5 separate regions of the Sus scrofa genome follow, and all the other regions are linked to region 2. The links are chromatin contacts, called in public Hi-C, HiChIP or PLAC-seq and promoter capture Hi-C maps. All regions are on one chromosome and are shown on one strand. Each heading gives the region's core, a stretch centred on a gene start, on an enhancer-like site or on the middle of the called end of the contact. The rest is flanking DNA. Distances are from core to core; before and after follow the strand shown. Region 1 holds the start of ACY1 (aminoacylase 1). Region 2 holds the start of BAP1 (ubiquitin carboxyl-terminal hydrolase BAP1). Region 3 holds the start of SPCS1 (signal peptidase complex subunit 1). Region 4 holds the start of LOC100153598 (store-operated calcium entry regulator STIMATE). Region 5 holds the start of GNL3 (guanine nucleotide-binding protein-like 3).

Region 1 (4,806 bases), core at 954-3,453, 440 kb after region 2:
GGTACCTGAGGGGCAGTGAGAGGGTATAGGCTAGGTGCTGGGGGAGCCATCAGTGCTTGAGCAAGCAGGCTGGAGCCTTGGGCCCTGCTCTGCCACAGCCTAGCAGGTGACTCCAGAAAGTCTCTGTCCTTGTGTCCTGGCAATGGTCATACTAAGAATTCCCACTCAAGGTAAGAGGTCAAGATGTTCCTCGGCCTTGAGGTTCTCCAATCGTACCTGGGTCCTGGGTCAATCCAACAGGCCAGTGGGGAAACTGGGAATGAAGGAAACTCACTGGATGCTGACGCACTTCATGTCCTGGGCGCCCCTGCCATAGATGTAGCCATCTGCATCCTTGAAGCCCTCAAAGGGGTCATGACTCCAATGCTCCTGGGGGCAGGAAGAGGGACCCAAGCCCCAAATGTAGTCATTAATCCACTCTGCTCAACTGTGGCCCTGCTTGGGAGCAGGTGCCTTAGGAGCCCACCACAGGCTGAAGAGGACAATCGATAGCCACCCCTCTCTCTGCCTTCCAACCTCCACCACCCCCTCTCCCCCATGCCACCCCTGGCATGGAATGGCTAATGGACAGAGACTACTTGAGTGGAGTAAAATCCTATGAGGTTGAAAGTCCAGCACCATGGGCTCCCTGGAGTCAAATGAGAGGGGTCTGCATCACCTTTGTCCCCAAGGGCTGTTCCATCCCCGCCACACACACACCTTGAAGACAGGCACCACATCTGTGTGGGAGTTGAGCAAGATGGAGGAGAGTGTGGGGTTGGTGCCCGGCCAGGTCAGCACGGTCACCACATGGCCAGGTACCACCTGGAGAGGGCCAGGAGGAGAGGTGGTCAGTGCAGGGTGAGGAGCTGCCCAGGGCCCGACTCCGCTCTCCACGCAGGGCCGCAGGCTCACCTCCACTTTCTGACAGCCCAGGCCCAGCTGGCGGGCTCTCTCCTCAAGGAAGGCCACAGCAGCCCCTGGGGACACAGAGAGCCTCACTGCTTCTTCTGTCTCCCCACACCTCCCAGGCATAACTGGTGGCACATCCAGAGAGAGGAGCAGACCCCTGGCTTAACACAATTCCACATCCCTCAGAGACATTTGCATTCTGTCCCCAAGGAAGAAGACCCTTTGTGGAAGGCCAGATGGGAAGTCCAGGGTGAAAAGCAGGTGTCATCGTCACCTTCCTTAAAGATGGGGAAATTAGCTCAGAGACATGAGGCTCACACTGCCTCCCAGCTGGTAAATCACAGACCAGGGGATATGGATTGGGCCCAGGTACACAGTTCCCAGCCATCAAGCTTGATTCCTTAAGGGCCATGGCCTCTGTTCAGCCCCAGTAGGCTTCATGGAGCCTCTTCTTCCCTTGCTGCCCCAGCCTCCCCTCCTCCACTCCAAGTCCTGGGGATTGAGGTGAAGCTGTTCCTTATTTAACCATCAGGAGTAACTTTTGGAGCAGCTCAGCCTCCAGGGAAACTCCCTCCACAGCCAGGAGGGGCTGCTGAGCAGTCTGTTGACCTAGGGAATAGCTAGAGAGGTGGGGAGACGCCATTCGAGGCTGCAGATCTAGCTCAGGTGGGTGATAGAGGTTGACTCCCGGTTTAGAGCACAGCCCCCGCCCCTGAGGCCCCACCACAGGCCGCGTTCTCACCGTAGTCGGGCTCAGGCTGGACGGTGCGGATGCGCAGGTACTGACGGAAGAGCGTCACGGATGGGTGCTCGCCCTCGCGACCCTTGCTGGCCATGGCGCTGCCCTGCCGTGGTGAGGTGGGGGCAAAGCAAGCGGCTATCTACCCTGCTCCGCCGCTGAGGCCAATGGACTCCATCTGCACGCAGCCCCTCCTCAGAGCGGTACCCCGATCGTCCCACAGGGAGAGGACACCCTGTCTCGAAGCCCCACCCGCCGTCATAGCGCTCCCATTCTTTTTCTGGAGCTGTGCTGGCCACTTTCAAAACACATTTCCTTATTTAATCCCCTAAAGAGCTCCATGAAGTTCGTGTCTCTGCCCACGATACAGGGGTAAAAGCTAAGAGGTTCAGAGACAGCTAGAGAGTAGCTGAGCCAGGTTTGGACCCAGATATTGACTCCCACCCGCCCCCCTCAAAAAAAATTATCCGGGTAGCCTGGATTTCAATCTAGGGAACCCCTCTACCGCTGTCCAGGGCGCCGCACCTCGCTCTCTTCCGATCTCGAACTCGCGCTTGCCTCTCAGCACCCGCCTGGGGACTCTCGGTGGAATTCGGGGTCTTTTGAGGTCTTAGGCTCAGAATTGCCCAGGTCCGCCCACCACGTGGCCGGACTCTAATAGCGGGGCGGGACCGAAGACTGCGAATCAGGGCCGCTCTAGTCGCTAAGGCCCATTCAGCGCGGGCGTCTCTGCCCGCCCCAGTTTCCAGCCTGGGCCAGTTACCCGAGGATCAGACTCAGGAGCCCGCCCCTGTGGCAGTTGCCACCCCCGCCAGCTCCGCCTCGCCCTCCCCCCGCAGGCTCACTCCTGCCCAACAGGCCCCGCCTTTGGCCCTAGGCAGCTGGTTTCGTCCCCTGCTACTTCCCGATAGTGCCCGAAGGGAGGAGGGCCGGCACTGACCCGAAACCTTGCAGCTGCCCTCTTGCTCTCGGGGTGCAGCCCTGCAAAGTCGTGCTGGGGCTGGCCAAAAACTCCTTTCCGCGAGTTTCTACCTCGCCCCTCTTCACGCCTCAGCAACTCAGGGGCCGCCTCCCTGACTGCCTCTGCCTCCTGTGTGGAGAGGCGGTGGATTATTGGTTAATATCTGTGAGCTTTAGGGGGCTGGCCCGTGTACCCGCAGGACTCTGTCCCTGGCAGGGCACAGAGCAGGCAGCAAGCCAGGAATGAAGGATAAATGGGCATGTATATGATTGTGCTACTGTGTGGGCAAATCTAAGTGTGTATCAGTGGGGGACTGTGTATGACAATGTGAGATGGTGGTTGGGTGTGACAGAGGATGGCACTGTGAGAGGATGTAATCGTGACACTGTGTGACAGAATGGGAGGTGGGAAACTGCACAAAAGCAAACATGTGGCACATTCTTGGTTGACCCTGGGCCAGGCTCTCTGGCACTTCTGCAGCCACCAGAGAGGGAAGATAAGAGGCACAGGCGTCCCACTGGCCACCCACATGTTGCACACAGTTATAATGTGTCCAGCTGCCCTTTGTACATTTCCAGAGGCTGAATCAGCTTGGGGAGGGGTGCGTTGAAGACTTCAACCTCTGGGCACAGAGGAGGCAGGCTGGGAGGGGAGGGTAAGGGCTCATCCAGCCCTCCTGGGGTTTAAGTCTAGGCTGCTGACCTATACATTTCTAGGCGCAAGCAAGCTTGGTGGTTCCAAAACAATCTATTTTGGGGGCCCAGGGCAGGCTACCCCAAAATGTGTCTCAATGGCATTTTTTAATGGCTGCACCCACAGCATATGGAAGTTAGTTCCTGGGCCAGGGACTGAACCTGTGCCGCCACAGAAACAACAGCAGATCCTTAACCCACTGTGCCACAGTGTGAACTCCCTCAAGAGCACGTTATTTTGAATTAAAGTTACTTAGGAAATGTCCAATGCAAGAGGCACATTCTGACCCTCCTTTCTGTCTTCCTGAAAGCAGGGAATAAATCCCTCATGCAAAAGTTATACTTCTTTCATGTGGAGTGTACCTTATTAATCCAGAAATAGGGAATTCAGGCTAAGCCTGTTTGCACAAATCTTTTTTATTCATCCCTTTTTCGGCTGCACCTGTGGTAGGCCAAGGATCTAAGCCTAGGCCAGGGATTGAATCTGAGCTGGAGCTGTGACCTACGCCACAGCTGCAGCAACGGTGGTTCTTTAACCCACTGCACAGGGCAGGGGATAAAACCAGCGCCTCCCCGGAGGCAAGGTGGATCATTAACCCACTGCACCACACTGCAAACTCCAAACCCCTTGTTGCTTTACCACCTTCAAGCCCAAACTGTTTATATTCTTTACTAATCAAGCATCCAAAATACAAGTTTTCAGGAGTTCCTGCTGTGGCACAGTGGGTTAAGAATATGCAGTGGCTTGGGTTGCTGTGGAGGTGTGGGTTCGATCCCAGGCTCAGGGCAGTGGGTCAAAGGATCCAGAGTTGTTGCAGCTGGGGGTAGGTCACAGCTTTGGCTTGGAGTCAATGGCTAGTCCTAGGAACTTCCACTTGCTACAAGTGCAACCAAACCAAACCAAACCAGGAGTTCCTGTTGTGGCACAGTGGAAACAAATCTGACTAGGAACCATGAGGTTGTGGGTTTGATCCCTGGCCTCGTTGAGGGGGTTAAAAATGTGGTGTTGCTGTGAGCTGTGGTGTAGGTTGCCAATACAGCTCGGATCCTGCGTTGCTGTGGCTGTGGTGTAGGCCGGCAGCTGTAGCTCTGATTGAACCCCCAGCCTGGGATCCTCCATATGCTGCGGGTGCGGCCCTAAAAAGCAAAACAAAAGTTTCTTTGTTCTGTCAAGCCCTCACAAATTTATTGTTTCTTTGTCTAACAAGTATAAAAGCTGGCTGCTCTGTCCACTTCGTAGGTCTCATCTCTATAAGACCTTGCACTAAGTTAAAATTTGCTTCTCTTCCTCCTGTTAATCTGTTTTGTGTAATTTTTTCTTCTTTTTTGGCCACCATATGGAGTTCCTGGGCCAGGGGCCAGGGATCAGATCCAAGCCACAGTTGTGACCTATACCACAGGTGTAGCACTGCTTGATCCCTTAACCCATTGTGCCGGGCTGGGGATTGAACCCGCCTTCTGGTGCTGCAGAGGTGCCACTGATCCCCTTGTACCATGGCAGGAACTCCTGTTTTGTGTTAATT
Region 2 (4,787 bases), core at 516-3,015:
AACTGGCTAAATGGCTGTGTGTGCCTAGTAAATGCCTGAGGTAGCACTCAGGAAAAACAGCTCCTTTTTCCCCCAGGTATGGGTGCCTTAATTCTGCCCAGAAAAAGTTAGATTAGATAGCACTTTCCTAGGAAAAGGAGCCTCTGGGATTTTGGTTACCCAATGCAAGAACTCCCTCTAGTGAGAGACAACAATGACAAGTTATCCCTTGGCTCCTACCACTTTTCACCAGGCTTAAATGGTCACTGAGGTTTGGCCTGTTTTCAACCTTCCTCTAGATCTGAGCCAAGGGTAAAAGGCCCCATAGTGGAGAAGACACCCTGCCACTCCTCCTCCCACCAATGTCAGCTGATTACAAATTCACTTCAAATTCACAGTTTGTATTGGTTAAGGTGGAAATCCCTGAATGGCAAGCGGGATAAAAGAAATAAAATCCACTCCTACGAAGGAAGGACTGTGTCTACTCAAAGGAGAGAAGGACAGCATTTCTTAAGAGAGCTGAGTGAATCAGGTCACTCCAGGAACACACACTCCGCATCCATGTCCTCAGAGCACAGCTGGAGAACATGAACATCTTTAGGGACCACTATTCTGCACAAACTAGTTACTCCTCAGGCAACTAGCTGTTCAGAAAACTAAGGCTCCATCTCCTCTTCTAATCCACGAGTGCCACTTGCATTGGTAAATGATATTTGATGGCTTCTTACTCAACAAAAGCCCTTAGACAGACTGGAAGAGGAGAAAGAAGGGTGTGCACTAGGGGATCCACTTGGCTATTGTGCAAGTCCCAGTAAGTGGGGGAGTCCCGCACATCTAGCAATAGAAATAAAACCTTGAAACTTCAGTTCTTTGCATCGCTGGACAAGACGTTCCTTGAATGGGATTCTGAGCACACTGGTAGTTACAGGAAGACGCAACAATCTTCAAAGCGTGTGATGAGAGACGTTGCAGATGCTGGCTTCCACAAGCTGCTCAGTCCGAGGTTTGCTACCGAGCGGATGCTCCCTTGAAACGGTGACCAAATTGTTTCACTGGCTAAGTGCTGGGTAAAAGCTTGTTGAAAAAATTAAAAATAAATAAGCGTGTTCGGCCCCGCCGCCGCAAGAATAAACAATGGTTTATTTGGAAAATACGTATCGGTGTGGCCACAAGCGGCCCCCGGAGGTAACAGCCGGAGAAGGGGCTCAAGGAGCATCCCATAGATGCCGGACCAGGCTCATGTCGCGCCTGCCGGGCGGCTGGTACGGGGCCGGGCCGGAGGTCGCCTCCGCCGCTTGCTCCTCACGGTAGCACACCGCCTGCAGCTACCGGCCGGGGCCGCTCGCCCAGCTGTCGCCGAGGGAGCCGCTGTCCTGGAGCTTTATTCGTTGTCACAAGCCGTGGTTGCTACCTCACGGGCGGCCGCCCCGCGCGGTGACTGCGCCGGCGAAGGGGGCGAGCGCGCAAACGAGAGCCGGGTCACGCGGACTGTAACCCAGGGAAACTGCGTTCACGGGGACCACCGCTGCACTGACCGTTGGCAAGGAAGGATCGCTAACGGCCGCGAGCTAACGGCCGCGCGCCCGCCCCTCCCCGCCCCTGCTTCTCGCGCCACCGGCGTACCCACTCCGCCCCCTCCGCTCGGCCCCGCCCCATCTCGCCCCGCCTTTTCCTCGCGCGCCTCTGGTACTCAACACCGCCCTCGCTCCTCCCCTTCCTCTTGCCCCACCCTCCCGCGCAAGCGCCGGCGTCTGGAGTCGAAATCGCGGAAGACGAGCTCAGAAGCGGGGTGGAGACCGTCGCGCCGTGGTGACGTATGCCGCCGGCGCGGGCGGGTGACGCGGCAGGGCCCGTTGTCTGTGTGGGGGGCTAGGAGCCCCGGGGGCGGCGGGGGGCTCCCGGCGGGGGCGGCAGTGGGTCGGGGGGCCTGGACATGGCGCTGAGGGGCCGCCCCGCGGGAAGATGAATAAGGGCTGGCTGGAGCTGGAGAGCGACCCTGGTGAGGAGGGGACTGGGCAGGCCGGGAGCTGGGGAGGCCGGGTGGGTCCGGGATGCGCCTTTCTGACTACCACCCGCTCTTCTTGTCGCTCCACCCAGGCCTCTTCACCCTCCTGGTGGAAGATTTTGGTAAGAGCCTCTCCTACCCGCCAGTTCTGGGCTGTGGGGGCCCACTCCTGCGCCCTTGCTCCATAGCCAGGGGCTGCCCTTCCCCACTTATTTTCTTCCCTGATCGCAGGTGTCAAAGGGGTGCAGGTGGAGGAGATCTATGACCTTCAGAGCAAATGCCAGGGGTGAGTGGCTTGGCGCCAGGGCCGCCCCTTACACCCCAAGGGCTAGGGAGGGGCCCGGGAGAGAGTGCGCCTCAAGGAAGGGAGTACCAGTAGCCCCAGTTTGTAAAATCTCATATAAGGAAGCATCCCTCCTCTTTGGGTGTCCTCCTGATGAAGCCAGTACTGTATTTTTGTTTCCCCCAGTTTTCCCTCAGTACTTCCCTTTGGATGGTAGCCTCTTTCCCCCAGTTCAATTCCTAACGTCTTTTGGAATAAATTTAGTTGCTCTTTTGACTTTCCTGCCAGAAACCCCACTCACTTGACCTAGGTCATATGTTGCCTTTTTGTGCAGCTGTAATTTATTACTGCTTTAATGTGCTCGTGTGCCAGTGGTTTTAATCTCCACATAGGGGTCTCGTCTAGATTGGCTGGTGTGTGACATCTGACAAGGCATCTTTCTGGGTGACCATCTTCAGGGTCTTGTCTTGGTGGTCCTGTAGAATAGAGGTGTGGAGGAACAGCTACAGTGACTAAACGGAGAAGTCTGCTTTTATTTCGCAGGAAAGAAGGGACTGATACGGGTTTTCATTTACTTCCCTGACAGCACTGGGACTTGGGCCCTGGGCTTCACAAGTGTGAATCAGTGTTTAAATTCCTCATCACATTTTTTTGTTCTAGCCTTACCATCTGTTGCCACCTGGTCCTGGGCCATTGGTTCCAGTTTTTCTTTTCTTATCCCAGAACTGTATACTTTATAAGGATACTGGATGGACTCCTGGAGCACCACAGCCAGAAGCTGATACTTGACTGCCTCCAGTGGGCTTCTGGGGAGTGAGGGCTCAGGGCCACTTTGGGCATTGCTGGGAAGAAGCCAAGGGAGAGATGGGATCACAAGACAGGCACCTGAGTAGTAATGTGGTGCAGAGGAATAGGGAAGAGGAAAGGGGGTACAGATTGCCTTCCACCATTTGACTGGTCTAGCTCTATGCCTTACTTTCCCCAGCCCTGTGTATGGATTCATCTTCCTGTTCAAATGGATCGAAGAACGCCGATCCCGTCGCAAGGTCTCTACCTTGGTGGATGATACATCTGTGATTGATGATGATATTGTGAATAACATGTTCTTTGCCCACCAGGTCTGCTGGGCTCTGTGTTCTTTCTGGAGGGTGGGGTGCTATCATTTTCTTCACTTGGAAGGTGGGGGAAGGCAGAAGGAGGAGATAGGCAGACACCATAGGTGGTGGTTACAGAAGTCCCTTGGTAGAAGGAACTGAGCTCTTATTCATAAAAAAAGGGGGGCCTCGGGAGTTCCCTTTGTGGAACATTGGAAATGAATCTGACTGGTATCCGTGAGGATGAGGGTTCGATTCCTGGCCTCGCTCAGTGGGTTGGGGGTCCAGTGTTTCTATGAGCTGTGACGTAGGTTGCAGATGTGGCTCAGATCCCACGTTGCTGTGGCTGTGGTGTAGGCCAGAAGCTGTAGCTTCAATTCGACCCCTAGCCTGGGAACTTGTATATGCTGTGGGTATGGCCCAAAAAAGCAAAAAACCAAAACAACAACAACAACAAAAAAAACGGGGGTGGGGGTCGGGGGAACCTTTTTAGGACAGGGTGGTATCTGAGTCCATTCTCCATGTCCCCTGACAACTGATGGGTAATTAGGTGAATGAACAAATACTGGGTAAAGATGAGGGGAGTTGGTGAGGATTGTCCAGATATGGCTGTCCCTCTCTGGGTCCCCATTTCTGATGAGTATGGGTTTGGGATGAGGGATGCTGTGTATGGGTGACTGTTCCTTGTTTCACAGCTGATCCCCAACTCTTGCGCCACTCATGCCCTGCTGAGTGTGCTCCTGAACTGCAGCAGTGTGGACCTGGGGCCTACCCTGAGTCGCATGAAGGACTTCACCAAAGGCTTCAGCCCTGAGGTAGGCTGCAGTGCCTTAATCCTCCTTCATAGCTGGCTAGGTAGAGCCACTGGTAATGTTACTACATAGCGCTTCTCACTGTGAGGCTTTTCCCTTTTCAGACCATATTTATGTTACATTTGACTGGTGAATTAGTCATGTAAAGCAGTTTTTTTTAAGGCCCATCTTTTGGGGGCTCCAGAGTCAGGAGAGTCCACCTGTGTTTCTTCAAGTTCTTGGAATGCCTCTAGGCCTGCTCTCCTGAGCTCTGTTTCCCACCCAAGACCTACCTAGAAGTTGCTCTGATGTGATCTTATTTTCTTCCTTCTAGAGCAAAGGATATGCGATTGGCAATGCTCCGGAGCTGGCCAAGGCACATAATAGCCATGCCAGGTGTGTGGGAACTTGGGAGCTGATGGGGTGGAGGCGAGGAAGAGTTGTCCCATTCTGGGCACTGACTGTGTCCTTTCCCAGGCCCGAGCCACGCCACCTCCCTGAGAAGCAGAATGGCCTTAGTGCAGTGCGGACCATGGAGGCATTCCACTTTGTCAGCTATGTGCCTATCACAGGCCGGCTTTTTGAGCTCGATGGGCTGAAGGTCTACCCCATTGACCATGGTAGGCAGCCTGAGT
Region 3 (5,229 bases), core at 2,561-5,060, 290 kb before region 2:
GTTTTTCCCTGTAACTCAGTACATGATCCATTACTGGAATAGTCCCATGTGTAAAGGTGAATTCTCTTATATACAGACGGAATCATTTGTCTACTAAATGTCATTCAAACCTTATATAAGATTTGATCAATAAAATTTTGGGTGTAAATGTTCTACACCTGCAGTAATACAGTAGCCAGTGGTCATATATAAGCTGTTGAGCCCTTGAAATGTGGCTAGTTTGGGAAAATCAATGTTTAATTCGAGTTTTAATTAAACTTAGACACATGAGACTTGTAGCACCATATTGGGCAGTACAACTGAGTGCCTGAAATGTGTCATGTACTCTTCTAAGTACTGGGCAAATAGCAGTGAGCAAAACAAGGTTTCTGTTCCCATGGAACTTGTCCTAAGGGGGACAAGTAACAAATATATACTGATATGGTAAATGCCATGAATGTGGACGTAGAATGATGGGGCATACACATACTTTATTTTGATAGCATAGTAGGAAATGCTTCTTTATAGTGACATATGCATAGAGACCTGAATGAAAGGAGAGAACAAGTCATGTATATCTGAGGGAATATGTTCCTGGTACACACGGAACAAGTACACCAGACTTTATGTCAGTTGTCCGTCCACTTTATCTATCAGAATCTGAAAAGTAGTGTTGGTCTCTTATAAGACTGCAGCTTTGCCAAATTCCTGTATATATCTTTGCTTCATATACTTCATCACATCTTATTCAATGTATGATTCGTAAGAGACATTTTATAGCTATCAAATGTTCCTTTTTGCCCCATTTAATGCTGACATTAAGTATCCGACTTTTTCACTATTAGTCTTCCTTTCTGCTTCCATCTGCCTAATATAGCCTTGCTCCTGTTTTCAACCTTTGGGTGTTTTTTTTTTTTGTTTTGCTTTTTAGGGCCACATCCATACCATATGGAAGTTCCCAGGCTAGGAGTTTAATTCGAACTGCAGCTGCAGGCCTACACCAAAGCCTCAGTAATGCCAGATCTGAGCTGCATTTGTGACCCACACCACAGCTCACGCCAACGCCAGATCCTTACTTAACACACTGAGCGAGGCCAGGGATCCAACCTGCATCTTCATGGATTCTAGTTGGGTTTGTAACCTGCTGAGCCACAACAGGAACTCACTTTGGGTATTATTTTGAGAACATGTGGTAACTTGATTCTTAACCCTATTGGGAGTTCTTAACTTTTTTTTTTTTTTTTTTTTTGTCTTTTTGCCTTTTCTAGAGCCGCACCCGTGGCATACAGAGGTTCCCAGGCTAGGGGTCTAATAGGAGCTGTAGCCACTGCCCTACGCCAGAGCCACAGCAACTGGGGATCTGAGCTGCATCTGTGACCTACACCACATCTCATGGCAACACCGGCTCCTTAACCCACTGAGCAGGGCCAGGGATCGAACCTGCAACCTCATGGTTTTTAGTCGGATTCGTTAACCACTGAGCCATGATGGGAACTCCAGGAGCTCTTAACTTTTTAATCACATTTATTACACTTGTTGATATGCTTGGTCTTATTTCTACCTCTTTATTTTTCTTCCATTTTGTTTTTCTTCTTCCCTTTCTTTAAAATCCTTTCCTGACTTTTGCTGTACTAAAAGGTATTTGCTCTTTTTTTTTTTTTTCCAAACTCCTAGTTTGGAAATCATATATTCTAATATTGAGAAACAGAGTATTACCTGTAATAACCCTTCCACTCAAGACCTTTAGAACATTTTTCTCTTTAGCCCTCCAGAAAATTTTAAAGGAATTTACAGCTTTAAAGGCTCTCACTTTGCCTTTTTTTATTTTTATTTTGGCCGCACTCATGGCATTCCCAGGCCAGGGACTGAACTCATACCACAGCAGCAACCCATGCTGCTGCAGGGACAATGCTAGACAATACTTAATCCACTGTGCCACAAGGGAATTCCTTCTTTACCACAAATTTAATTACTAAGTTTTTTTCACAGATGCTTCCTGTTGTGAAGAAAGATGTATAGTAGGTACTTGTAGGTTCAGAAAATAGAAATGGTTCTTAACACTTTCACAACCACAAACTTCTAACTTTGGCTTTTAGCAGTAGTCATGCTTGCAGAACAATGAACAAAAGACTCTTTAGACAATGACTTGTACTCTTGAGTTTTAATTGAAAACATTAAAACAGCCTGACTACTCATAATGAATTACAAAACTTTGATAGTTAAATTGAACTATCATTTATGAGGCTTTTATTCTTCATTATTTTGTAGACCTGAAAGAAACTCTGCATACTTCTGTTTTCTGTTCTCCATTCAGAGAAGACTGTGAAGAGGTCTCAAATATTTATAAATCAAAACCTACTGAGAAGTGAAATATAGAGAACAAAACCTATACATAACTGAGCACAGGTGTTATTTTTAGCTCATGTTTTGGTTAAGAAAACAAGGTAGCTCATCTCACACAAAACAAAAGCAAGTGCAGTAGTAAAGCTGAATCATGAAATCCAGAATCAGTTATTTTTAGCATGCCTCTTAATTTTTCTTTCCCCTGGCTTCTTGTCTTCTGTGCCTGAGTCTTGAACAGGTAACCACTTGAGGGGGTGCCGGCGATAAATGGGCCACGGAGGAAGTGTCAGCTGGGCCAGAACAGAGAAAATGCATCAATTATGGCCATTAAAAATTTAAAAGAACATGATGTATAATGCCAGGTTCCCAAACGACTCTTCTGCTTGAGGTAAAAACAATAAAACTGACATTCCTCTGAAAACTGTGCCACCATCCAGACAAGATACTCCAAGTGAGAACAAGCTTCACTGTTTACACACGGTTTTAAGAGATAAAAGAGGAGGGAGCACTGTGAAGACCATAAAGTCTTAAGATCTAGCTTTGACTTTATAAGATTACTGCTTGGCGCACCTGCCAAAAGAAATGAATGAGCTGTATTCCTTATGGAGCTTAACCTCATGTGATACTACTTGGCACTTAATTTTCCAATGATAGCAAGGGAAGGATGAGGGAAAAGTTGGTGTTGGTCCTCACTACTAGGTCCGGCCAAAACAACCCAATTCAGAAAAAACCTGAGTTGCCACTAACATCCAAATATCCACAAATTTCCTTACCAAGCACGAAAAGGCAAATCCCGCCATAACTATATAGACAGTCCACCCGAACTGTTCAGCCACGTACCCGTAGATAAATCCAACTATCTAGAGACAAACAAAGTATATTAAATACAGTCAAGCTAGGGTGGGGGGGAGACGGGGAGAGAAGATTATGCAAAACCAATACTTACTGCAGAAAAAAGAATAATTCCCTGAAACATCTGTTCAGCTAGCTTCTGGCCCTTGTAATCCTAAAGGTGAAGGAGAGTAAAGCAGGAAATGGTTCCGCAACCTAGGAGGTACAATTCTTGCTCTGGCCTCACAGCTTTGGCACAGAGCAATCCCAACATCAGGGCCTCCCCAAAGAACCTGAGCAAGTAAAGACGTTCTGGGTTTCCCGAGGGTAACGAAGCATCCTCATGGGGCCCGAGCAAGGGCATCCTCGCAGGGAAAGAACGAAGGGGACCCAGGAGGTACAATTCGGGGAAGAGAGTAGCCTCCAGGATACAAACTACACTGCACCGGATGGGTCGGTCTCGGACAAGGGTAGCGGAGCTGCCAGGCTCCCGAATGGCGTTCAGGGATCTTGGGGCCGAGGCGGGCAGCACCCTCACCATCTGCGTGGGCAGCGAGCTCAGATGCTCCAGCATGACTGGTTCAGGAAGCGGGCGACGGAGGGAGGGCGGCCGGGACTCAGGGACAGTAGGGACCTGGGTTAGTTTCGTACAGCTCAGCAGGCCTGCTGAACCGGAGGTTACGACGGCTACGGCGCCGGAAGCGGATGTCTCTTGCAGACTCGGACAGCCCAAGGCCCCGCCCCCGGTCTCTCTAAGCGACCCGCACTTTCGGAGCTGGCTGTAGGCCGGCCCTCTGTCTGCGAGGGCTGAAATGCTGACGGTAGCGGACGAGTCGAGGCATCGCGCGCCCGTGAGGGGTTCGCCGTCAGTGCTGTTCCGGGCCGGGAGCCGCGGCTCGGGTCCCCCGAACTATCATCGACAGTGCCCGCGCGACCCAACGGCGCCGGCGCGCGCCCCGTCTCCTTGGCGACGGGCTTTTCTCGGCAAGGACCCCGGCGGTGGGGCTGCCCGGTGGCGCCTGTTCGTCGAAACGCTTTTGCGGTCCGAGAGGCGGGCGCGCTGGGAACTCAGGGACTGCGTCGAGGCTGCGGATCTAGTCGGCGATTGGGCTCGATCTGGAGTGCACGGGACGAGGGCGGCCCGGCGGCGGGCCAGGCCCCGGGACCTATGACGCGGACGCTGAGCTGGCGGGGCGGGCTGGGTGGCGGGCGGTGGCTCCTCCTCCTCCTCCTCCTCCTCCTCGGGCTACAGGTAAGGGCTACCGCGGGGAGCGACCAAGGGGAATGGCTTGCTGGAACGTTAGCCCAGGGTCTCGGGACCTGGAGGGGGTAACCCCCGAAGTGTCAGCCCTCAGAACACCTCTAAGTGTAAGGGAGCGTTGTTGACTCCCAGAATTTAGAGGGAACTACCCCAGAACCCATCATCCAGAGAAAGGGAAGCCCCTGGGAGAGGGGACTTGTCTTCGTCCGCTCTTTGCACCAGTATGGAGAGAGCTCCCACTCAGGGAGTCTCCAAGTTGGTCCGCCAGGCTGCTCGGCGGCTTCACCTCGCAGACTTAGCCTGGCGCTCCCGATAGAGGCCATCCAAGGGTTCTCACTGCTTCTCTTTTAAGGCTGGTGTTTATCTCAAAAGCTTAGGCCCTCCCCGGTTTCTCTGAGCAAGATGGAATACCCACGTACCGGAAAGATAGCGTTCTGGGAAACCCGGGCCCGTGAGTCCCAACTGGCTCGCTGGCCTCTGTGGTGTATTGTGCATCAGGGTCACAGATGGTGGGATTCTACTCACTCCAGGTCGGTCTCATTCATGCAGTCAAAAAACCTTGGCACCTTTTTTTTGTGCTAGGCAGTGGGCCAAGAATATGGCTGTGACCAACACCAGGCCCTTACCTTCCTCAAGCCCAGGGTCTGTCAAGGGAGACAGTCACATACAGAAGCCAGATTTACTATGGGGTAGCGAAGCTGGGAGATGTGAGACCCCATTCAGCTTAGATAGATTCAGCTGAATGTGGGGTTTGCAGGAGGCTTTCATGACTCGTGAAAGCCAAGTAGGAGCTAGCCAGATGAAGAGGCAGCAGA
Region 4 (4,741 bases), core at 115-2,614, 460 kb before region 2:
TTCGATTAGAGCCCTAGCCTGGGAACCTCCAGATGCCGTGGGAGTGGCCCTAGAAAAGGCAAAAAGACAAAAAAAAAAAAAAAAAAAAAAAAAATTCCTATTAACCAAGAAGGCTTTTGGATAGCATTTAACCCTTTTATGTAATTGTAATTTCTTTCTTTTTTTCTTTTTTTTTTTTTTTTTTAGGGCTGCACCCATGGCATATGGAGATTCCCAGGCTAGGGGTTTAATCGGAGCTGTAGCTGCCAGCCACAGTAACGCGGGATACCAGCCACGTCTACGACCTACACCTGAGCTCACAGCAACGCTAGATCCTTAACCCACTGAGCAAGGCCAGGGGTCGAACCCACAACTTCCTGGTTGTCGGATTCGTTTCTGCTGTGCCACAGCAGGAACTCTTGTAATTGGAATTTCTTGTGGCTATCTTTAGGGAAAATTTCCCTCGATACAGTGTTTAATGTTCAACAAATGTACCACAATGTCTACTGGAATAATACTAACCATACACTGGTATTAAGTCGATCAGCAGGAAGATCAGGCACTGGAGAGCACCAACAAGAGGTGTGGGAGCAAAGACAGAGAGGGCTGAGAGGGTAGGTAAAGTGGAGAGGGATTAGAGGCCCTGGAAGAGGCAGAGTGCAGGTTCCAAGAAGTCAGAGTTAGGTAGGTGTAAGTAAATATATGCGTGTGTGGAGGGAGGCTCTGGAGAAAAAGTCCAGCAACTTGGTTTTCTTTTGTGAATCACGTTCAAAATGAACAAGAAGGGGATATGTTCACATGCATGTATAAAGGCAACTGGATTAAAATTTAAATAGTTTAAATTACGGGTTTTTTTGGGGGGGGAGTCGACTTGGGGCTTGGTTAATCAATCTAAGATGAGCCTTTGGCCAGGGTATTGATCCCAGCAAAGACGCCAAACGTCTAGGCTGAAAGGAATATATTTGTGTGCATAGTCAGATTGTTTACTCAATGACCTGCTTCAGAATAATCCAGGCTATTTGCCGATAATGCAAATTATTGCCCGCGATCTCAGAATAACTGAATTGGAATCTGAGGGTGGAATCCAGGAGTATTTTTAAATAAATTCTTCAGGGAATGAGTTTATCTTGGAGGAGAAAAAGTTTAGCCACAGATCTTCCCTGCTCCAACCCTCCCGACCTGGAACTCGGAGCCGGGGCGGGGCTCTCAACTGGGTTGTGGCAGCCCAGCTCACAGGGTTCCACCTGTGGTGGAGACCCGCGACCCCGCCCCCTCGCCGGCTGGATCCCCACCCCTGGGGGGGGGGGAGCTGAAGCAGCCAGAGCCCGCCCCAACGCTGGGCCTGGCCAATCAGACGCTGCGATCTCAGACGTCGGGTTACGCGCCGCGCCGAGTCCGCGGCGGGGCGTAGGTACCGGCTCCCAGCTTTGGAGTCTGGGTTGGGCGTCGCGGACCCCGCAGGCAGCGAGGCCGGGCGGGCGGGCTGCGGCGCCCTGCGCCCCTCGCCAGGGTCGCCATGCAGGGCCCTGCCGGGAACACGAGCCGCGCACTGCCAGGCGGGCCGCCCTCCACCGTCGCGTCCGGGGCGGGCCGCTGCGAGAGCGGCGCACTCATGCACAGTTTCGGCATTTTCCTGCAGGGGCTGCTCGGCGTCGTGGCCTTCAGCACGTTGTTGCGTGAGTCCGGGACCCCCGCCCCTCCTCAGACCCTGCGCCGCGAGCCGCGGGTTCAGCCCGGCCTCGGGGGCGTTCCTGCCTGAGGATTTCAGGCCTTGGGGTCCTGGGCCCTTGGTGGAGGTGCCCTCTTCCCGCGAGCCCAAGGCTGGGCATTCCCAGGCGAAGGGGAGCTCTTGCCCCCGACCCAGGTCCTGAGTCCCTCGCCTTATCGCAGCAGCCTCTAGCCAGAGGTGACCCCCTCAACCGTGTCAGTGCGAATTAAAGCTACTCCAATTTCCAGCCTGCGGCCATGACCCCCGGGTGGCATATTCCTTTCTGCCCCCTCTTATAGGTTCATCTTAGCCTCTCCTTCGCGCTTTGAATCCTCATCCCTAAATCTCCAGTCTGATAATGAGTCTTTTCCTTCACCTTCACTTCTCCAAGACTTAATCTCTCCGGTTTGCACCTGGTGGGCCCCTGGCTTGTTAGGCCCCCCGCAATCCGTTTCCAGAAGGGCTCTCGCCCCCTCCCGGCCCCTGTCACCGAGATTAATTTTCTGTTTCTGTCAGAGTAGGACTCACCCATACTGCCTTCTTCCCCACATCTCCTTTTTCCTCTCCTTTCCCTGAAGAGGCCCACCTGTTTCATATATGTCCCAAGCTTTGCTAATTAAGTTACATCTCAAGTCTCCCCTGGCTCTTCTCTCTCCCAATCCACCTTTATTTGCATTTCAAGTATCCTTCCTTTCCTAGAGACCTGGGCAACTTAGGAGCTTAATGGAGAAACAGATTCAGGGTCTGAGGAGGTCTTGGAATCCCTGTGCTAAGTCACCAGGGGACCTTCCTTCAGAGTTTCGTGAGGGGGAAGAAAGTCCCAGATTGCCTTTGGAAAACTAGAAGTTCCAGCATGTCATGTATGCCATGTGGTGAGGGATTATATTGTTTTCTTAATGCATATCCTTTATTAAAGTAACAAGAAGTCTAGTGCCCTTATGATTGCATTTTTGAGGAAGGAGGGGTCATAAATATTTACAGAAGCATTAATTCCAAAATGACTTGTTCTCAAAACTTCCCCACTGTGTTCACGTGGGCAGAGTGGGAAGTTCCTGCAGAAAGTATGCTCCTTGGCATCTGGGAAGGATTCTGGTGGTGTGTGCTTGTGTCATGTAGCGTCCAGTTGCCAGAGTTGCAGCTTTGCTTGTTTATGATGCAGGGTTTATTTGGGTGAATTCTCCCAGGCTTTAGATAACCCTGAAGAGACTGGGGTTTTTTGTTTGTTTGTTTTGTTTTTTGTCTTTTTAGAGCCACACCTGCAGCATATGGAGGTTCCCAGGCTAGGGGTTGAATCGGAGCTGCAGCCACTGGCCTACACAACAGCCCCAGGAGCACCAGATCCTTAACGCACTGAGCTAGGCCAGGGATCGAACCCACATCTTCATGGTTACTAGTTAACCACTGAGCCACGACAGGAACTCTTGAAGAGGCTCTTCTTCTTTTTTTTTTTTTTTTTTTTTTTGTCTTTTTGCCATTTCTTGGGCCGCTCCCGCGACATGTGGAGGTTCCCAGGCTAGGGGTCTAATCAGAGCTGTAGCTACCGGCCTACGCCAGAGCCACAGCAATGCGGGATCCGAGCCACATCTGCAATCTACACCACAGCTCATGGCAACGCCGGATCATTAACCCACTGAGCAAGGCCAGGGATCGAACCCGCAACCTCATGGTTCCTAGTCGGATTTGCTAACCACTGCACCACAATGGGAACTCCTGAAGAGGCTGTTCTTGAACACCACTTTTTTTTTTTCTGGTCGTCCGGCCTTCATAAGTCTTGCAGCAAGTCCCAGACTGTATATGTTTGCTACTCTTTCTCTGCTTTTCAGTCTCTACTTGTCTTGCTGTTTTCCCTGTTGAACAAATAGCCACTTGTTCCCACAGTAATAATTTCTGATGACTTAGCCAAAATCAGCTGTTGACTTGGGCACATGAATTGTATATATGTGCGTTTAAGACATTGTACGTGGGTCTGCACTCCCCTTTCCACTTCTTTCTGCTCCTGCTGGCCTTCCTTTCTCTCTGAAGGAACTCCAGGCTTAGGTTTTATGTTGTTCCCTAACCTAAGATTTCTTAGCAGAGCCCTGGCTGTTTTCATGGGATTAATTGATGCTGATGGTCCCACTTGTTCCCCCGGATTTGATACTTGCGACTCACAGAGGGAAATGTGATTATGACAGGGCAGAGTTGCTCAGAGCTGAGAAGTGTGCAGGGTTGAATGTGTTCAGAGTACCGGTGCTGGCCCTGCAGGTCTTGAGGGACACAGTCACTTATTTACTTAATCTTTAGTGAGCACAAGTGCAAATCCCACTGTAGTTGGTATTTTCTCTATACAAAGGTGGGACTAGGAAGCAGTGTCTCACTCAGTGTTAGGCTAGACATGGAGAGAGCTTGTGGTAATGGGTTCTGGGACAATGAAGAATAGGGGTGATGAGGGGAAGAGCTGGAAAGGCTAGAATGTGTCTTCCCTTGCCATAGGCATGGACATGAATCGAGAGCCCTATTCCCCCACCTACAAGCAGATGGCTGCCCAAAGAGAGTCTCACTGACTGGGACCAAGGGAAGGACCTTTCTTATCTCAGACTTGTTGCTTCTATTGAAGTAGAACTGTGGAGCTTTTCCATTTTGCAAGGCTGGGAAGGGGAGGAAATCTCTTAAGGAGTTTACATTTTGGAATGGACTTTGCTGGGAAAAAGGAAAGGGGGTGGAGCTGATCTCAAGGAAGTGCACCTGCAAGCTGCTCGGCAGTCTTCTTGGTGCAGCGGCCCATTCCTCGTTTTGCCATAGCTGCTGTCAGAAGTGGAGCCTCCCATGATAAGACTGCTCATCTTGCAGCCCTTCAGGGAGGTCTGGTTTGTTAAGATGAGGCCACTCCATCCTTTATCAATTCCATCATTGGTTTCTTCAAACATATTTTAAATACCAACCATCTCTCCAGAGCAGTTGAAACTAACAGTCCCTGTCCTCTTTGGAGTCACAGTTTTTCCCTCTGGGTGCTATTGTCCCACTGGGCAGTGGGCTCAGACACTTCTGAAACTTCCCCAGTTTGGGGAGGGTACT
Region 5 (5,125 bases), core at 1,539-4,038, 270 kb before region 2:
AGTTCCTGACAGTACAACTTCTTTGGATTCTGTTTGCTTGACTTGGCTTTCTTAGCTTTAGATCGCCCAAATTCCTATAGGATAAAGACAAAAGGAAGTAGACAAAATTAGAAGGTCAGTAGATGTAACCTGTTTCTCCATTTTTCATGAACAACTGGAGTACTGCAGTTGATATTTTAATAAATAAGACAGAATTTGAATTCAGCCTTTTTTCCTCCCAAGAGGCATAGCAACCCCTGCCTTAGCATGTGCTTTTTTACTTCTAGAATTTATCTCTTGCTCACAAACAGACCTCATCATACCTCTTTCACAAGAACCTTGTGAGACAGCTCAACACCAGGATTAGTTTCAAGTTTTCTTTTCTTGTCCTGTTCCTTCTGCCTCTCAAGTTTCTGCTGCTGTTTCAGTTCTTCAAGCTATGTCCAAGCCACAAGAGAAATGAGTGAGCCAAAGTGACCTGGTGTTCTGACTTTATTTTGAAAAAATACACACATCACTTGTTGAAAATTTCAGCTAATGCATCTTACCCGCTGTTTCCTTAGCTCAGCTTCCCGAAGAAGAGCCTCCTTAAAAGGAGCACTATTTGGAATTCCTGGGTCTTTCCTAGGCTTCTTTCGACCTCGTTTTTTAGCCTCTTTCCTCAATTTTCGATGGTGCTCTCGTACCTATCAAGAGAAAAAAATTTATCAGCATACAAAAATACTAAAGAGAACTCACATGAAAAATCAATCATGTTGCATTTTAGTTGTATTGGTAAGATGACCTAAAAACACTTTAACTGCAATACAAAGGACCCACCACGTTTATATATACATCAACAAGAAAATGTCAGCAGGAGATTCTTTTTGCAGCAATTCTTACCATGTTAATCAATTTTATAGACTTTCTCATCACTTTATCACTGCACTTTCCCACAGCTGTACTTCTGATGCCTAAAAGCTTGCTCTCATAGCTAGTCTATTCAATCTCTGTTTCCTGAGGTGAAGTCATATTAATAGAGACCTCTTTGTGGAGGAGTGGGGCAGAAATAAGTTTAGCTTTACAGTTGCTATAACTCTCCCAACAACAAGACTTACCTTTTTTTGGATTTTATACCGCTTATGGCAGGTCATGCGTTTACTTGATTTCTTTAACTCTACAAAGCAATAGATCACAAAGGTATTACTTTTTTTTTTTTTTTGGGGGGGTCTTTTTGCTATTTCCTGGGCCGCTCCCGCGGCATATGGAGGTTCCCAGGCTAGGGGTCGAATCGGAGCTCTAGTCACTGGCCTACGCCAGAGCCACAGCAACGCGGGATCCGAGCCGCGTCTGCAGCCTACACCACAGCTCACAGCAACGCCGGATCGTCAACCCACTGAGCAAGGGCAGGGACCAAACCCGCAACCCCATGGTTCCTAGTCGGATTCGTTAACCACTGCGCCACGACGGGAACGCCGATATTACTTTTTAAAATCACTTTTTATAATCTATTTCATCCATAAACGATCGATTTGTTTAGTTTTTGATGACTTTGCTCTAGGGTCATATCCATTTATCCATTTATTTTGTTAAGTAATTAACTACCTCTGAAACCTATTTTAAGTATCCTGTGAGGAATTCCTGTCCTGGCTCAGCAGTAAGGAACCCGACTAGTACCTATGAGGAAATGGGTTGGATCCCTGGCCTCCTTCAGTGGGTTCAAGATCTGGTGTTGCTATGAGATGTGGTGTAGGTCAGCAGCTGCAGCTCGGATTCCATCCCCATCCTGGGAACTTCCGTATGCCGCATGTGCGGCACTAAAAGACAAAAAAACAAAACAAAACAAAAAAAAAAAACTGTGGGGCCCCCGATAAAAACAAACATGGGCCACCCAAGTCCCAGAGAATGTGACCTAATTAATAGATCTGGTATAGAGCCCAACTTTCATGGTCTCACTTTTCCAAGATAAGACTGGGATCACACACAGGAGCGTATAAGACTCAAGACGACAGCTACTTCTTGTCAAACAACAAAATCACAAAGGAAAACCTAACATTGGGTTTGAGAGGCGACTCTCAGACCTTACCAGGGCCGGACCGAACGTGGCCGTAGAAGGGAAAATGCTGGGCCCAAAACCCGGCTCAGACACTGAAATACGCCTCAAGAAACCCTACCCTGATCTTCATCCTTGGGACTCAGCCTTCCTTCTGTACCACGGGCCCGCGGTCAACGTGGGGCCTTCCAACCCTCGGATGGACCAGGGAGACAACCTACCCGCTAGACCCTTATTTCCACAGATCAAGCGGCACAGGCTCATCGACCATCAAGTCCCTCTACACCCGCCCCACGACCCGACTCACTCGGCCGCTTCATACTGGAAGCTGGAAAGGCAATGCCAGCAGTTACACCAGCGCTCGCAGACACAATGTGCCTCCGAAAGGGCCACGTGCGAATTAAGGCCACTAGTGAGCGTCACGCACTCACGCAGCTGCCGTAAAGCGCACCGCCGCCGGCGCGCGTGCGCGCGCACGCAGTGTCGCGCAGAGCCAGGATCGCTTGGCGGCCGCGGGGCTGGTTTTGCGGCGGAACCGGGAGGGGTGAGGGCGGTGAGGGCGGCGGGTGCTGGAGCGACGGCAGCGGCCGCGGCCGGAGGAGCAATAGCAGCAGCCGTGGCGGCCACGGGGCGGGGCGCGGCGGTCGGTGACCGCGGCCGGGGCTGCAGGCGGCGGAGCGGCTGGGTAAGGCCAGGCGCGGGGCGGGCGGGGCCGCTTCCTCTCGGCCGACTGCCGGGCCTTTGTGTGGGCCCGGGCGGGCGGGAGCAGCGGCGGAGGCCCCGCCCCGGCCGTGGGGACGCGCCGGTCCGGCCGGGTGCGCGGGGCGGGGCACGGCGGCAGGCTTCGTGACGGGCCCAGCAGCTTTGCCGCACCTGCCGGCCGGGACAAAGGCGCGCCGCGGCCCGGAAACTCTCGGAGACCCGCTTTCCCGCCCCCGGCGGCTGATCGAGCGCTTGTCGCGGACAGCTTCAAAGCTGTCAACGTATCTCTTAGTCCCCCGTAGCAGTGACAGGTCGTACCAGTGACAGGTCGGAAAGTCTTTCATTTTCTCCACAGTTCAAGGCCTCTTTTTTTTCTTGTCTTTTCCTGGCGGTTCGGGCGCAAAGCCTCCTAGTAATTTTTTAAAAACACTTTCTGGCTAACTGTGTTCAGACTGTTTTTTATCAGTGGGACTTGTATTTATCGTAGGGGCCGCATAGAGTTACTTAACTGCAACACCACAAATAATCAAGGTTTAAAATTGTGTAAACTTCTGAGTTTTAATATTTTTCCGTCTCAAAATTTTTTACTGAGAGAGAAACATGGTTTTGTTATTATAGGGTACATATTGGTGACTTAAGGGGGAAGAAAAACTGGCAAAAATTTAGAGGGGACCCTCAGAAACAAAGACAAATATACGGTATGGTGGTTATAGAAATTATTACTATGATTTTAGAAACATGTTGGAATAAAGCGTTTGTATTAACTTATTTTCCAACAAGCTAGGACTCCTCAAAAATGATTTCTAAGTATTGTTTTTTTCCATTTTGTAGTGTGCTCTTTTCCCAAATGTAATTCAGAAACAAGTTGGACTATACAAAAGCGTAGTAATTTCTGCTTTATAACTTGTTAGTATATTGGCCATGTTTTAAGATCCAAAGAAATATCGAATGATATCTTTTTTTTTTTTTTTTTTTTTCGTCTTTTTAGGGCTGAACCCACAGCATATGGAGATTCCCAGGCTAGGGGTTGAATTGGAGCTGTAGCTTCTGGCCACAGAAATGCCAGATCCGAGCCAGGTCTGCAGCCTACACCACAGCCCCCGGCAAATGCCCTATCGTTAACCCACTGAGCGAGAGATTGAACCTGCATCCTCTTGGATACTAGTCCGGGCTCGTTATTACTGAGCTATGATGGGAACTCCTGGATGATATCTTTTGAAGAAATATGTCAAACCAGTTACATGTGCATGTGGATGAGTAAAAGTGCTTTGACCACTGTCTTTGGCTTTGGAAGTGTACAAAATACCTCGCATATTAATATTCTTCCCAGATCTTCAAGATTAGTAAATTGTTGTATATGTATGAGAGACTACTATGAAGCCATCCAACATCATGTGAAAGAATGTCAACTTGGGAGAATCATCCCTAAGTTAAAACACAGGCTGCAATATAATATACGCAGTTTGTTCGTAGTTTTGTTTTTCTTAAAGGCAGCTGAGGCGTGAATAAATACTGAAAGTGTCAACACTAATGTTAAGAGTGGATTTTCTCTGGAAATTAGTGTTATAAGTGGGTTTTTTTTTTTCTCTTTGAACCGTCTGTTTTCCAAGATTTTTGTTTTAAACATGTATTGCAGTACTAAAGAATCACTAGAAATACAGGAAAGTACTGAAAGTTTATAAATTGTCAAAACATACCAGCAAAGCTTTACTGAGTAAATAGTTTCCCAGTTGCACATTGTAAAGTTATTCTTTACTGTCCACTGTAATTTATCATTGGTTTTTAGACTTTTGGACCTGTGATTGTAATCAGTGCCATTTTAAAACTTGTAACTGAGCTTCAGAATCGATTTCTTGTTCTCTTTATATAAAAAGAATTGCTGAATGGATGCTCACAGACCTTCTAAACTACACAAACTTTTTTCTTAACATCCCATTTAAGTTCACTTTTAATACATTTATTAAACAGAAGTTGATCACCCAAACTGTGCTGTAAATCAGGCTACAAAAATGGATAAAACGCTGTTCCTGGAGTTCCCGTTGTGGTTCAGGGGAAACAAATCTGACTAATATCCATGAAGATGCAGATTCAAACCCTGGCCTCTCTCCATGGGTAGGGGATCCGGCGTTGCTGTGAGCTCTGGTATAGGTCTCAAGACAAGGCTCGGATCCCACATGGCTGTGGTGTAGGCCAGCAGCTACAGCTCCAATTTGACCCCTATCTTGGGAACTTCCATATGCTGCCGCCAGTGTGGCCCTAAAAAAAATAAAAAAGAAAAAAAAATGCTGTTCCTGTGTCCAAGGGAGCATGCAGTCCTAGAGTTAAAACTTAACACTTTTGTTGTGCTTTGAAGTTTCAAAGTGATTTCACGTACATCTCACTGTCACGACAATCTCAGGGAGGTATGTACAC

The links. Promoter capture Hi-C pulls out the DNA fragments that hold promoters and counts their contacts. A called contact is a pair of places that touch in the nucleus more often than the background predicts. HiChIP or PLAC-seq counts read pairs in DNA pulled down with a chosen protein or histone mark.
Region 1: a promoter capture Hi-C map of fetal liver shows a contact between it and region 2, with 3 times the contacts expected there. The contact joins the promoter of ACY1 here to the promoter of BAP1 in region 2. A contact is called at or near these places in 2 of 5 promoter capture datasets (fetal liver and liver) and 1 of 2 datasets of contacts at active chromatin or transcription factors (alveolar macrophages).
Region 3: a contact with region 2 is called in an H3K27ac HiChIP or PLAC-seq map of alveolar macrophages. The contact joins the promoter of SPCS1 here to the promoter of BAP1 in region 2. A contact is called at or near these places in 2 of 2 datasets of contacts at active chromatin or transcription factors (alveolar macrophages and skeletal muscle).
Region 4: a Hi-C map of heart right ventricle shows a contact between it and region 2, with 5 times the contacts expected there. The contact joins the promoter of LOC100153598 here to the promoter of BAP1 in region 2. A contact is called at or near these places in 1 of 5 promoter capture datasets (fetal liver) and 1 of 47 Hi-C or Micro-C datasets (heart right ventricle).
Region 5: a contact with region 2 is called in a promoter capture Hi-C map of liver, with 4 times the contacts expected there. The contact joins the promoter of GNL3 here to the promoter of BAP1 in region 2. A contact is called at or near these places in 1 of 5 promoter capture datasets (liver), 3 of 47 Hi-C or Micro-C datasets (heart right ventricle, liver and skeletal muscle) and 2 of 2 datasets of contacts at active chromatin or transcription factors (alveolar macrophages and skeletal muscle).

What each region holds. Positions count from the first base shown.
Region 1 is chr13:34,111,591-34,116,396 of Sscrofa11.1, reverse strand. ACY1 (aminoacylase 1) reads right to left here and starts at 2,203. Exons shown (of 15, transcript NM_213896.1): 1 at 2,156-2,203; 2 at 1,634-1,736; 3 at 895-959; 4 at 700-804; 5 at 275-369; 6 at 1-5. The coding sequence starts at 1,727. It also overlaps a transcript of ABHD14A not described here.
Region 2 is chr13:34,550,516-34,555,302 of Sscrofa11.1, reverse strand. It overlaps BAP1 (ubiquitin carboxyl-terminal hydrolase BAP1), which reads left to right and starts at 1,765. Exons shown (of 16, transcript XM_005669632.3): 1 at 1,765-1,978; 2 at 2,077-2,106; 3 at 2,216-2,270; 4 at 4,057-4,176; 5 at 4,487-4,548; 6 at 4,630-4,772. The coding sequence starts at 2,262. It overlaps PHF7 (PHD finger protein 7), which reads right to left and starts at 1,485. Exons shown (of 11, transcript XM_001928213.4): 1 at 833-1,485.
Region 3 is chr13:34,838,502-34,843,730 of Sscrofa11.1, reverse strand. It overlaps SPCS1 (signal peptidase complex subunit 1), which reads right to left and starts at 3,810. Exons shown (of 4, transcript NM_001114288.2): 1 at 3,692-3,810; 2 at 3,269-3,328; 3 at 3,096-3,182; 4 at 2,126-2,612. The coding sequence starts at 3,727. The coding sequence ends at 2,487. It overlaps GLT8D1 (glycosyltransferase 8 domain-containing protein 1), which reads left to right and starts at 3,877. Exons shown (of 9, transcript XM_021068949.1): 1 at 3,877-5,229.
Region 4 is chr13:35,014,433-35,019,173 of Sscrofa11.1, reverse strand. It overlaps LOC100153598 (store-operated calcium entry regulator STIMATE), which reads left to right and starts at 1,364. Exons shown (of 10, transcript XM_021068951.1): 1 at 1,364-1,655. The coding sequence starts at 1,496.
Region 5 is chr13:34,817,906-34,823,030 of Sscrofa11.1, reverse strand. GNL3 (guanine nucleotide-binding protein-like 3) reads right to left here and starts at 2,788. Exons shown (of 15, transcript XM_001928454.5): 1 at 2,319-2,788; 2 at 1,077-1,135; 3 at 528-665; 4 at 303-416; 5 at 1-74. The coding sequence starts at 2,331. It overlaps PBRM1 (protein polybromo-1), which reads left to right and starts at 1,914. Exons shown (of 29, transcript XM_021068909.1): 1 at 1,914-2,696. The coding sequence starts at 2,079.